Linked DNA regions of Gossypium arboreum: regions 2 and 3 are each linked to region 1. A link is a contact called in public Hi-C data. All regions are on one chromosome and are shown on one strand. The core of a region is the stretch at or near the end of the contact, and the rest is flanking DNA. Distances in the headings are between cores, read along the strand shown. Region 1 holds the start of LOC108484687 (glycerophosphodiester phosphodiesterase GDPD1, chloroplastic-like). Region 2 holds the start of LOC108485538 (bidirectional sugar transporter SWEET15-like). Region 3 holds the start of LOC108486317.

Region 1 (4,498 bases), core at 1,215-3,714:
CCCATCCTCCTCCCCATACAAGCTTTTCTCTTCTCCCTCCTTTGAATGGGTTAAATCTGATACTGACTCACTAATCTCCTTAACCAGGTCCACAATAACTCCCTCAACACCCATTAGATGTTGCATGTATACAACCTCCGGGACATTACTGCAAAACAATGCACGGATTAGGCGAATACAATTCGAAACAAATAATGCTTTAACAACTGTTTTAATTTACTTTAATTGACCGTAGGTCATGAGGGAAAGCTTTGATTCTTTGATTCTTCCAACCGCTCCAGGATTTCTAAACACTGCTTTGACTTCGGATACGATCCCCTGCAAGCCATTTTCAAGGCTGAGCTTAATAGCCTCCTCCAAGGAATTCCTCCTTACGTCTGTGTAAATTTCACTTCCCCCATTGGTGAGAAAATATACCTGATATCAATATTAAAAAAAAAAAAAGAAAAAGCCTCAATCAACAATGTATGTGCTTAGATGTCAGTGTTGGCAAACCAAGATCAATTGGAACCGGAAAATCTGCATTTACGGGATATGTGCTCTGTAATTTTCTAATCAACCGGGCTGCATCAGGTTGAAAGCTAGAAAACAAGATTTGTCTGCCCTTTGCATTCTCAAACACCACCTGGTCATGAATTTTAGAAGCCGCATCCATTAGTTAAAAACCATAATGTAAATATTAAAATGTCTCGAGTTCCCCACCACTTGAAGGCTAAAACAAGCATTTACCTTCAAGATAGCTTTAAGTATACGTGTGAGTTCCTCTTCCTTATAAACAATAAAATCATCAAACTTCAATTCAACATTAAAGCCCACCGATTGATCGACATTATGGAAAGCCTCTTCAAGTGTACACAAAGGAGCATCTTTTTCAACCTTCCACTCGAAGAACCTTCCATCTTTTGTTTTCCTGTAAAGCGGTTTTCCCTCCTGAATTGCAAACTAGTCAATCAAAAGACCAAAAAAAGAACATGGTCGATCAAAAGAGAAAGATCAAAGATTATTACACTTCCAGGGTGTTTCTGAGGTCCATAGGAAAGAAATTCAGCCAAAGCAAGTTCTGTAACTCTGTTCTCAACAATGGCACCCTGGAATTGACACCCAAAATATTTAGCAACTTAACCAATTGTAGGGTATGAATCATGCAAAACTATGAGAGGAAAGGTGAAAATAGCTAACCTTTTCTTCATGGAGGATGAAGTTGTCATGGTAAATGACAGGGTAGTCATCTTTCGTCACCTACAACAAATAGGTTTTTTTGGTATTTGTTTACAAGATCCGTCTAAAGGTTCTTTGTTCATCCATGTAGGTTTTTTTTTTTTAAAGAGAAAAAAAAGAAAAGAAAAAGAAAAACACCACCAAAGATGGCAATTCAAAGAAAACAAAGGTAAACCAATCAGTGCCCCAACAAAAAGCAGATTCATAACTAAATCGACAATGAATGCTGAATGAAACAAAAAATGAATTAGACATCAAAGATTAAGGTTTAGACCAGCTAAACAGGGTTGCAAGTGGGATCTCTTTCATTGTGGGGTTGGCCGGGCCACCTGACGACCTACCGGGCATGAGACAACAACCTCATCCAGATCGACATTACGAGTCCCCATTAAAACTAGTTATCAATTTCGCGGCGAATAGAGACAGAACCTCACCGCTTTTTTTCTTAGTTTGGTAGGGTAGATAATAATAATAACAACAATTAAAAAAAAAAAGGGAAAAGGAAGAAAAGGAAGTTCTAAGAAAGGGTAAATAATACTGAAAGACAAATGTTTGCTCTCTCTCTCTCAAAAACCATCGGCGGATTTGAGAGAAACGTGGAAGTTAGTTTAATTGCGGGGCATGCCGCCGGTTTTATACCGGGATACGCTATGTTTGGTGAAAGGGAGGAGAGAGATGGTAGGCTCACCTGAACGTCAAATTCAATGAAATCGATAGGAAACTTAGCCGCCTCATTGAAAGAAAGAATAGAATTCTCTTTGATGGATTTCATTCTGGGATCAGGCGATTGCAACATGTTCATTCCGTTCCCTCTGTGACCCACTACTAGAAACTTGGGAATGTTGCATTCGCATATTTTATCATCATTAACACCTATTCATATACCCCCATTAAAACAAGATCTTTTAAGCTAAAAAGAAAAGAAAGGTAGGGTGGAGATTGAAAATTCAACAACTTTACCTGCTCGGAAACGAGTTGAGCAGAGTGCTAATGCAGCATTCTCAGGGACTTGATCAAGATTAGGCACATCACAAACATGAACCGCTTTGAGAGCCATGGCCATATCTTGTCTATTCTTTTCTAATGAATTGGCTAAGATTCATTGAATTTAAGAAAGGGGTCAGGTGACGGTGGAAACAGGCATAGGAACTGTTTAACAAGATCACATGAAAAACAAAGATGGGAAGTGGAGAATTTAAACCGACTCCAGAAACCTTTTTCATCTCTTTGGAATATTTGGCCATTTATTTTATAGATTTATTTTAGAGGGAGCACACTTGAAACTTAAGATGGAATATTCCGTAGGTGGAGGACAGGAGAAAATCACGGTCGTTTACATTTTTACCATTTTTTTCTTTTCTTCTATTTTTGGTTATCCGTTAGTTATATTACTTATTATAGTTTCACTTGTTGATAAACATAGTAAAAAAATTAATAGATAAAGAAATTATTCCTTTATTAAGTGAATATATTGATAATTAATTTTATCATAATAAAAGAAAAATCGTATTATTGTTAGCTTACAACATTGAAATTATGAGAGCATTTTATATATAACTATATTAATTATATTAATGATGAGTAAATTATATTAATTAATTATTGTATAGTTAAATATATTACGTGTGGGCTTTGCGGGGATCTCATTTTTTTTTTTTTACCAGGAAAGAAGAAGAAAATTGTAGAAGGCTGTGGAATTGGAAGGACAATCTATACAATACATAAAATAAATATTTTAATAATCTATTATTTTGATTCAGAATTTTCGTCCATGAAAAGTGCCTTCCTGAATTTCATTAACCTTCCAGAAATTTTCAAATCTGCTCATACGTAAATAGATTAAACTAGCTAGAATTGTGATTCTTTTTTTGTATGGATACAGGGCTGGTAAATGTTTTATGCTGTGGCTCCAAACCAATTAGTGAAGAACGTGACTACGAAAACAACACTGAAAACAAACAAAAACAATCTCAAGAAAACCCAAAGCAAACAACGCATGTTCATCAGATTCTTGACTAGACATAAGTATCCAAACTAAAGTCTTGCCCTAGATTAAGTTCATCGACCAGCAGTTTCTCTAGTACATCGGTAATGCTAGGATGCTATAGTTCAAGTGAACAGTCTCCAATGACCAATAAAAAGGAGGAAGGCTAAAATGACATAAGATCAACTTTGTAATTAATTTCCAGTGTTTGTTTGTTGGTCTTCCACAATCACTTGGTTAAGTTGCAACTTGTTTAATAGTTATTCCTGTATCTGCTCACAAAGATTAATTGTTTTTTTTTTTTCAATTTGGTAATAGAGTTAAGACATTTGACATAGTAAATTTGATCCCACTTGATTTTCACTCACAAAATTGAATAGATTCAACTATGCCTATTGAAAAGTCAGGATGAGAATTTTCATCAAGTTTATAGATGAGAAAACATAATGTTCTATCATGACAAATTTGAAGACACCAACTACAAATGTCGAGGGAGTTAAAATATAAAAGTCTGAAGCTACATGGACTAGTGAAGAAGAGAAGATTGCTACTGAAAATTCTAAAACACAGAATATCATATTATGTGGTATTGATGAACCAGAATTTAAGGGAATGATCTAAATCATAAGGAGTAATATGTAAAGAAAATTTAAAAAGAACTAAAGGGATTGAAAACGTACGTGAAAAAGAATATATAAAAATTTACACCATTCTAATATTTAATATGATATATATTTTTCTTACAGTAAACAGTCTTATGTTTTGTATGGTAATATGTAATAATTATATATTATTTTGATTAGGATTTTTGACATATAAACTTAATAATTAGGTCTACTTTGATATTTGTATCTTTTAAAATTTATTTTAATACTTGAACTGAAGATAAAAATATACCTGCATCAAAATTGAGCAAATATCATTAATCTAAGTTCATGGTAAAAATTGTTGGAAAATATGGACATCACATATATAATAAAGATAATTACATGTTATTATTTACTATCTATTAGCCTAAATTAAGAGTGATCTAATTTGGTTAAAGTTTTATTGAGCTTTAATTATTAAATAAAGTATGAGTTAAATATGTGTAGATACTATAGTAATTAAGTTCTAATCAAATTCTAATTAATGATGTGTTAATTAGGAATTAGGGCTAATATGTCAAAGTTATAAATATTAGGGTTATGGTCCTCAAATTACATACAATATATATTTTTTTAATATCCCATTATTAGGAAGGAAAGAGATATCAAATATTATCTAAATTTCTTGTGTGCTAATTTAGAAAATCAA
Region 2 (4,498 bases), core at 547-3,046, 160 kb after region 1:
ATTATCATAAAATATTTAATTTAATTTCAATCCTCCAAAAATATTTCCAACCTCAACAAAATAAAAATCCTAGATTGATGGTTGATATCTAATAAGAATTACATGTTACTCTAAAAGAATATTGTATACTTTAATTTATTATTCAATTTGTTGCTTCATAACAAATGTGGTTTAACATGTGCTAGTCATTGATCATTGTTGATATTCCATCTCGGTAATACAATGAGCAAAAGCATTTTAGGAAGAAAGTTTTTATAGTAAGAATCTAATAATTGTTTTACAGAACATTGATGTTCCATAAGTTTTTTCTATTTAAGTGAATACATGAATCCGTCATGATACGTTAGTAATATTAGGACTGGTTTGTAGGCAAATTATATGATTTTGTTGGTCCAAATTCATGGTTTTCACCTCTTTCTCGCTTAACAAGAAAAGGAAAACGAAAAAAAGAAGAAAGCTTAAAACAGAAAAAAGAATGTCAGATTCTCGTATACCATACGAAACCTTTGCCATGCACAGAATCCAAACGCAATCAAACAAAAAACAAACTGAAATCATTTTGAGAGAGATGGTAATAATTAGGGCTGACGCGTATTATGCCATTTATCATTTTTTTAAAGATAACCAGAAACGGCTTCTAAGGTAGAGTTTCCATTACTTCACTTGAATTTAGGCTTTTCTACGGACACCTTTCTGGTCTCTCATCCCCGTAACGTAACCCCTTTTGCTGATATCGTGCCACCCCTGTTCTCGGCGCGTCAATGCAAAATTTAAATACAGGTGTCCTCTTTTTCTTTCTTTTTTTTAATAAACGACGCATGCGCGTCTCTTTTGAATTTAATAGCTGCTATACTATAGTAAAATACATATAATTTACTGTAGATGTTTGGCTTTAATAGCATAATAAGTTGTAAAATTATCTATGAATTTTAATTTAATGTGTAAAATAATATATAAACTTAAATTTAGTGTAATTATATATATATATATATTTCTAATATTATTAACAAAAATTATATGTAAATTTATTTATTACAACTTATAAAAAATATTCACAAAAATTCATTTGCGAATGGGAGATCTATTCCTTATTCATAAAATATAACAATATTTAATCCTTGTAAAAACCCGTAACCAAAGGATTGTTTGGAATGACACGATGATCACTAGAGAATTTTGACCACACGAACTTGATTGAGATGCCAAATCTGTCAGACAAAAGACAAAAAATTAATAAATTTATCATGAATTCAAGATAAATTTTCCCAAAAATCTGATTTTCTTTTTCTAAATAATTTTTTTGAAAAAACAGTCTTTACCTGAGACTGTGTCTGCAGGTTGATTATTTGGGGTATATAATTGTTGTACTGTGTGAAATTATTGTTGACATCCCAAGGTAAGTCCCTGTTCATATATTTACTGTTAACTATATAATGACAGTTGTTAAAAACTTAATTATACCACTGTAAAAGCACACACAAAAAAAAATTATTATTATTATTATTATTAGAAATATATACAGTCTAATTCTAAACCGTAAAGGAGGTGGCACCGAAATAAAATGCCAAATAGGTTGGAATGAAGGACACGCGAGTAAAGAAGCACGTGGGGGTAAGAGGGGAATTTGGTAAGGCCAAAAAATCAATGATTTTATGCGAAGCTACCTACTAATGTTTCCACTTGTCATGCAAGTAGGAGGAGTTTGATACGCATACACTGTGTGCTTGCATCAATGATTCACCACGCCACCATTCCTCCCTATATATAAACCCCCCCCCCTCCCTTTCCCTTCCCCTCAGCTCACCCACATCATAGTTTCTGAGAAAGAGAGCTAGCTAGGGTTTTATAACCCTTTCAGCTCCACACTCCCAACTCCATTCATTCTCTCTCTCTTTTCTTTTGCTTAATACAAATGGCCTTAATGGCAGATCACCATTCCTTGGCAGTTGCATTTGGTGTCTTAGGTAATAATTATTAACAAAATGCTCTTTACCTTCATTTCCATTACTCATCATCAGACATGAATAGAACTGAAGCTGCTAATTCCTCCTCATGTTGTCACCGTATTCCATCTTCTTTTCTTTAGTTTTTGTCCTAGCTTCATTTAAGCCCGTTTTCCTCCTCTATTTGAGTAATATATATTTACACGTTACGCTAGGGCTTCTTCATTGTTTTCCTTGTTAGTTTCTCCATCCTCGACTTAGTTTATTTCTTCAGGAGGCTTTTTTGTTTGGTCATAATTTGGTTAAAGCTAAACAAGTAATAATACACGTACTATTTTTGTTCCTTCTTTATGGTTTTCAACAAGTTGGTTTTGTCCTTTCTTTCAAGTACCCTCGAGTTTACAAAAATTGATCTTTATTAATTAAATAATATGTGGAGTTATATATACTTTTTTAACAAAAAAGATACACGATGTGTTCTTTCGCTTTCAAGTACTTAGTGTTGACACCTAAATGATGATCCACCTTCCCAATCATATGAAATTATTCATTTATTTGGAAACAATACCTTTGTATCTGCATGAATGCATTTTTATTCATTTTGGCTTTCTAGTTGAGCAACGAGAACTTTATGATTATACAAATTGTACTCTTTTATTTTTTTTTTATAAATAACCAATGAATTGGTTTGCAATTGGTGGCAGGTAACATCATCTCAGTCCTTGTATATCTGGCTCCACTGTAAGCATCATTCTTTTTCATCTTCCTTTTTACTGGACTCTAAAACAATGGTTTGAAATTAATAAAAATAACACTTTTTTTCTTTTTTTTCTGCATAAAAATTTCAGACCAACATTCTACAGAATATACAAAAAGAAATCAACGGAAAGTTTCCAATCACTGCCTTACCAGGTGGCATTGTTCAGCTCGATGCTATGGCTTTATTACGCGTTAATGAAAAAGGGTGCCTTCCTTCTCATCACCATCAACTCCTTTGGGTGTGTTGTAGAGACTATATACATAGCTATATACATAGCTTATGCAACCAAGAACAGCAGGGTACTTTTTAATTAATATGATCATTTATTTATTTTGGGTGAGAATATATCACACTATTAGTTCGATGGTTTAACTAGATTATTATGATTTTGAAATTGCAGGTGTCTGCTATAAAACTTTTTGTAGCTATGAACGTTGCGCTCTTCTCATTCATCATTATTCTCACACACTTCCTGGTGAAAGGTTCAATTCGTGTCCAGGTTCTGGGTTGGATTTGCGTTGCTATCTCTGTATCTGTGTTTGCAGCCCCCTTAAACGTTGTGGTCAGTATCAAATATATATATTAATTTCTTCAAGTTTTTAATTAATATTTTTCTAATCATATGTTGTATTATATTTTCCCCAGGCACGAGTAATTCGAACAAAGAGCGTTGAGTTCATGCCTTTCAACTTATCATTTTTCCTAACATTGAGTGCAGTAATGTGGTTTGCCTATGGACTATTTATGAAGGACCTCTGTGTAGCTGTAAGTAGTTTTGTTCTATAGGTTAATATTTGATGATGCACCGAATGTAGTATCAAAATTTAACGAAGTTAAGTGAAATGATTATTTTATTTTACTTGGTTGGTTTGCAGCTCCCGAATGTGATAGGCTTCGTCCTGGGGATGCTCCAGATGCTGCTTTACGCAATTTACAGAAACAGCGAAAAGGTTATAGAGGAGAAGAAGATACCAGAACAAATGAAAGGTGTTGTAGTGCTTAGCACATTAGGCCCCTCAGAAGTGTATCCTGTAGGTGTAGATATTGAACCAGATGTTAAGCCAAAAGAAGATACGACAGAGAATGAACAGACAGGGGAGCCTGACAAAAATGATGTCAAATGCTTGGAAGATTCCAGTGAATGTCCTGTTTGATTTAAACACTAAAATGTACCCACCCCAAGTTATCAAATTTGTTGTGAGTTCAGATACCTCATTTCTTTTCAACCGCACCACAACACACAACAAATGAGCCAGGATGTATGTATTTCTGCCATGTTTTTATTTATGTCTTGGATGCCATTGATACAGAATATGTAGTTATTGTTTTTGAAATTCCAGAGTGATAGCTTTCTCTACTTTTCCTACAAATCTAAGGATCATTAGTCATCAAACACAACTATTCTGTCTTTGGTATTATTGATGATTGAACCGCAAGGAGGATTAAAACTACATATGTTTTCAAATTATTGGGTTCCTAGAAATGATATGTGGTTTGAATCATTTATTCATTCACAACAAGACACTGATGAATGCATATTTTAATCTAGATTTTATTTTAGTTTAAGTTCATGTTTGGATTTATTTATTCATATTTCAATTTAATTACATTATTTAATAATTAATTATGGTTATAATTATTCATAAATATATTATTATATTGTAATTGTGTTTGCAGTTCTAATTTATAATTAAGAATTCGTTAGTAAAATGCGATGGAACGACATATTAATTTTTTTAAAATAAAAAGAAAAACCCTCACAAGACTTAGAATCTAATCTTAGATAAATAAACGT
Region 3 (4,498 bases), core at 1,081-3,580, 160 kb before region 1:
AAGAAGAAAAGAAAAGAGGACTCACATAGCTGTCAAGAAGTTTCTGGAGTTTGAACTGTACTTTTCCTAGCATTAGTAATACTTTACCTGCCCAGGAACAAATGCAGCATATTTTCAGCCATCCATTTCTGAAATTGTTTGCGGCTATATATAACAGACCATGTATTCTGTTCAAGAAGAAATATAATGCATACTATCTGGATGTGCCAAAGTGGGTAAAATAGGTCCTATGCTATCAGATTTAGAGAAGGAAAAAAATCATCTTCCTAAAACATGAGAGATTGAAGGTAACAACCGAAAAGATGCATTCCAAATTCGGATATGCTATATGTGAATAAGCTAAGACTTGTACTGTATTCAACTAAAACACAAGAAGAACTTCAAAACTGGTAGTTTATGGAGGAAAAACTAATTCACTGGCAAGTTAATGAGTTCAATTGTAAAGTCTTACACTGAATGTCATCTGTTATTTGTTCATATTAATTGGCAATATTGAGATCAAAGGTATGACAAAACATATTTACTTACCACTTTCTTCATCATCATTTAATGCAGTTTTTGCAAGAAGACAAGTACCCATTTCCCGCAATGAGTCTGAGAATTCTGACAATAGCAGGACCACATGAGAGATCTAAATATTGGCATTGCAGAGTATATAATAATGTCACTCCAAGGCTTGAACTTGAAAAGAAAACTTGATTCAACAATGGCATTTGCATCATGCAGAAACAAGCATTTCAGAACTTTACATGATAATAATGCTAGATGAACTCAAATGTATTCATTACCATGAAAAGAACGAAACATGTCATTGTAAAAGAGCTTGAAATAATTTAAATATATATATATAAGGAGAGCAAGAAACCCTCTAAATGCATAACATGAATGATGAAGAACCAGAACATGCTTCAGGTTGTCTTTGGTAATTTGGATTTCAAAAAATGGACTTGAATTAAAAAATAATGTAAATTGTGTAATAATGGCATGTAAGTGTAGCACGCATGGTTGTTTCCTAAATTCTCAGATTTGTTGGTGCCTTAGTAATGAACTTGAAATACCTATAAATATTTAAGAATTCGCAATTCATGTTTATATGCTTTAAAATAAGAACCATGTCGAATCTTAACTAATTTATATATAATATGTCACATTCTCACAATTCACATAGCAAATGAAATCCACACCCAAATTTTCAAATCCATGTTTCTAAACATAGCACAAACTTCAATCAGAAAAAAAAAAGGTAATTTCAATGAAAAAGAAATAAAATTTGAAAAACGCTAGAAAAATGTCAATGAGATACCGTAAGCACAATTCGTAGTTGCAGCAGCTGCATAAAGTAAGCCTTCGTAGCAATCTCTCATATCCTGCATATCCTGCAAATCATACAAGTCCATAGATAACCACTTATATAATCAGTATACTTCAATTATTTTCAGCGGAAAGAGAAAAAAGAGAGAGAGAATAGATAGTGATACTGTATTAATCATTCCTAAAAAGAAAGAAAAAGAAATTCCTCTGAATTAATAAAAGGATCTCCTCAGTCCTCCCTAATCAGAGAGAAAACCCTAACTGAAAATTTGAAGAATGAAATCTAGGAAAGGAAGTGGAACTAGAAACCGCAGTGACCATGGAAATAGTAAGAAGCAAAGAAGGGAAGAGAGACCTGAGAAGCTTGAGCGAGCTCGTCAAGTTGAGGCAAAGCTAGAACATCTGGCCGCTGCTTGGCTTCCCCACCGTGCTTGTGATGTGCCAATCCTCGCAATCTTCTTAAAGAGGTCTTCATTTTTCTTCAGCCTCGAAAATAGATAGATTCAGTTTCCAATTCCAAAACAAAACTCCCCTCCTCCTCCTCCTCCTCCTCTCTGTTTTTGTTTGTCTGAGTATATTATTTCTTGTTTTAAACTTGGCATTGAGGAATGAACAATTAAAAATCAAGTGACCAACATATGTTGTAGCCAGGAATTTGCTCTTTCTTTGACTTCTTCGTTACAACACGACCCTACCGTTTTTTTACGATTCTTTAATTATTATTATTTTTTAATTCAGATGATCAAATGGGGCATCTTAGAATCATAATAAAACCATGTAGGAGGCCAAAAGTCAATACCCCTTTTTTTTAATGAATAATAACGAGTGCGATTACGATAGAATTGACATAATAAGACACAATAATTCTTTCTTTCTTTCTTTTTTACAGAGCAAAAAAGCTTAGATTTGCTTTCATTCCATTGCTACGTATACCATTTCTTTCCTTGCATATATTAATCTTCTTCTCATACCTTTTCTATTACTAAGTTAAAATTAGGTGTCAAAATGTATAATTTAGAACAGAATTCGTTAATAATGTCAAGGAAAGTGTTTTGAATCATTTTGATGTCAAAATCTGGACTAACAAGCAAAGTTTGTCATTCTGATGTCAGTTAATTGTACTAACACCGGTATTGGGATTTGGGAATCAAACAAGGATAGTTGATGATCCACTCTTAATTTGTGACCAATAACTGTTTTTCTCGATTGCTTTCAATGTGTATTTGTTTCCCAATAAAGAAAAACAGTGTCGAATTTTCAAAGTCTATTCAAATCCCGTTTGATTATTAATTTAGAAACTTAAAAACACGACGACCAGCTAAAGAAAACGAGAAAAAAAAAAGGTAGGCAGCAAAACGGCGTTTTTGGTCAAAAAACCGTGTTGCTTGGGGACTGAGTCTAGGAATTTTGTATTTTCTTTCCAATATTCCTATTTCGGCCACCTTCTTATTCAGATTTGTTTCGGATGGATGAATCTGTGTCTCTCAAAACTCCCATCAAATTTGACACTCTTCATGGGCATGGCTACTTGGCTAGGGCTGATTTTGTTGATGGTTCCCTCCACTCTTGAAAGAACAACTGTCAGCTAAGCATGTGAAGTTAGTTATCATGGAAAGCGATCTAACTCACCGGTTTCTTTGTTTTCTGCTATATTTTCTTCCACCTGATCAAATTACCTTTTATTAAATGATTTGTTTTCCAATTAAAATATAGTTGGACGAACCAAATATGCAAAATCACGCGTATGACTTGAGAAATGCAGCCTGATTACTGACCCACTCTTCTACCACATCCTACGCTACGCCAATTATTGCTTCTCATTATCAAATTTAAGTCATTACCTACAAGCTGAAGGTTAGGGGTCAGTACATAAAATATGCCAACTGCTTTATCATTAAACAAACCAAACAATTGTAACCAACAGAACATAAAACATATGATATATACAGGTTTAGAAAAGATGCAGATGCGAGTAGGAAGAGAATGATTTTTTGTTTATAAAAAAAAAAATAGAGAATGATTCTACTTTTTTATTAATCTTAGAATAATAACAAGATTGTAAACCTAAGAAGTCAAGAGTGCTCTTTTTGGTGATTCAGAGAAATAATTTGTAATTGTGGCTAGGTTGAGGGTGAGTGGTGACTTTGATAAGGGAGTATGATGAAGGACGAGATTTCCCTTCTTGAGGAAGAACTTGTTCAACTATCAGTGAAGAGTTTGTCAGTGGTTCCGATTGAAAATCTAAAGTTAATATGTTCTATTTGGACAAAAAAGTCTTCTAATCCTGACAGTTTCAAGGCACAATTAAAAAGCATTTAGAAGATGATGAGGAATTTTGAAATTAAAATAGGAGGTCAAAATCTCTTCTTGATTTCATTTGATAGTGAAGAGAATTTGAATAGAATAATGGAAGGTAGACCATGGTTTTTTCAGTGTCAACTTATTATTTTTGATAGCTTAATGAAACTTGTTAATACAGATCAGATTTGCTTGGTTTGGTCTCCTTTTTGGCTTAAGATTAGTCCTTACCCACTAGAATGTGATAAAAAAGACCTTATGCATGCTATTGGGTTGACTTTCGGGGGAGTAATACGATCGGAAATACAAGGAGATTTATGTTGCCTAAAGACACAATTTGATGCACAGAACCCTTTGAGGAGAGGCATTTTCATTTCAACGGAAGTAGGGAAAAAAGTTTGGGTGGCTTTCAAATCTGAAAACCTACAAATATTTTGTTTTAGCTATGGCAAAATGGGGCATGGAGTAAAGGATTGTGACAAAATTTTAACCAAAGATAAAGAGAATGGAGTTGATGAATTTTCAATTGCTCGTAGGAAAGGAATTTTTACATTTTGGGTCCTCTTCGAAACAAATGCTGCAGCAGTGTAACTATACGGGGAGGAAGAATGACGTGACTTAGGAAATGGGGCAAACTGGAGAGTTTTCTAAACAGAAGATGGCAGAGGTCTCATCGGAGATAGAGCGAACTGCTACAGCAGAGAATCCTTGAATTTTGGAAACTGTTGTTAATTACTAGAATTTAGGGGATTTGGTGCCTCTTTCACTCCTTAAATTTTGGAAGATACGTTGAGAGGGGAGTTGTTTCAGTAGTTAATTAAGGATGATATGCAAGGGGAATGGGATAAGATGCAATCAGAGTTGGGGCCCACTAATCTAGATGCAAAAT

The links. A called contact is a pair of places that touch in the nucleus more often than the background predicts.
Region 2: a contact with region 1 is called in a Hi-C map of leaf, with 2.2 times the contacts expected there. The contact joins the promoter of LOC108485538 here to the promoter of LOC108484687 in region 1. A contact is called at or near these places in 2 of 5 Hi-C or Micro-C datasets (both in leaf).
Region 3: a Hi-C map of leaf shows a contact between it and region 1, with 2.6 times the contacts expected there. The contact joins the promoter of LOC108486317 here to the promoter of LOC108484687 in region 1.

Annotation. Positions count from the first base shown.
Region 1 is chr3:9,387,159-9,391,656 of ASM2569848v2, forward strand. LOC108484687 (glycerophosphodiester phosphodiesterase GDPD1, chloroplastic-like) reads right to left here and starts at 2,465. Exons shown (of 8, transcript XM_017788569.2): 1 at 2,179-2,465; 2 at 1,907-2,091; 3 at 1,180-1,239; 4 at 1,008-1,088; 5 at 730-930; 6 at 530-625; 7 at 221-417; 8 at 1-148. The coding sequence starts at 2,281.
Region 2 is chr3:9,550,039-9,554,536 of ASM2569848v2, forward strand. It overlaps LOC108485538 (bidirectional sugar transporter SWEET15-like), which reads left to right and starts at 1,797. Exons shown (of 6, transcript XM_017789390.2): 1 at 1,797-1,964; 2 at 2,648-2,684; 3 at 2,792-3,002; 4 at 3,104-3,265; 5 at 3,349-3,468; 6 at 3,579-4,073. The coding sequence starts at 1,913. The coding sequence ends at 3,857.
Region 3 is chr3:9,227,904-9,232,401 of ASM2569848v2, forward strand. LOC108486317 reads right to left here and starts at 2,331. Exons shown (of 11, transcript XM_017790310.2): 1 at 1,667-2,331; 2 at 1,304-1,376; 3 at 529-594; 4 at 26-87. The coding sequence starts at 1,786.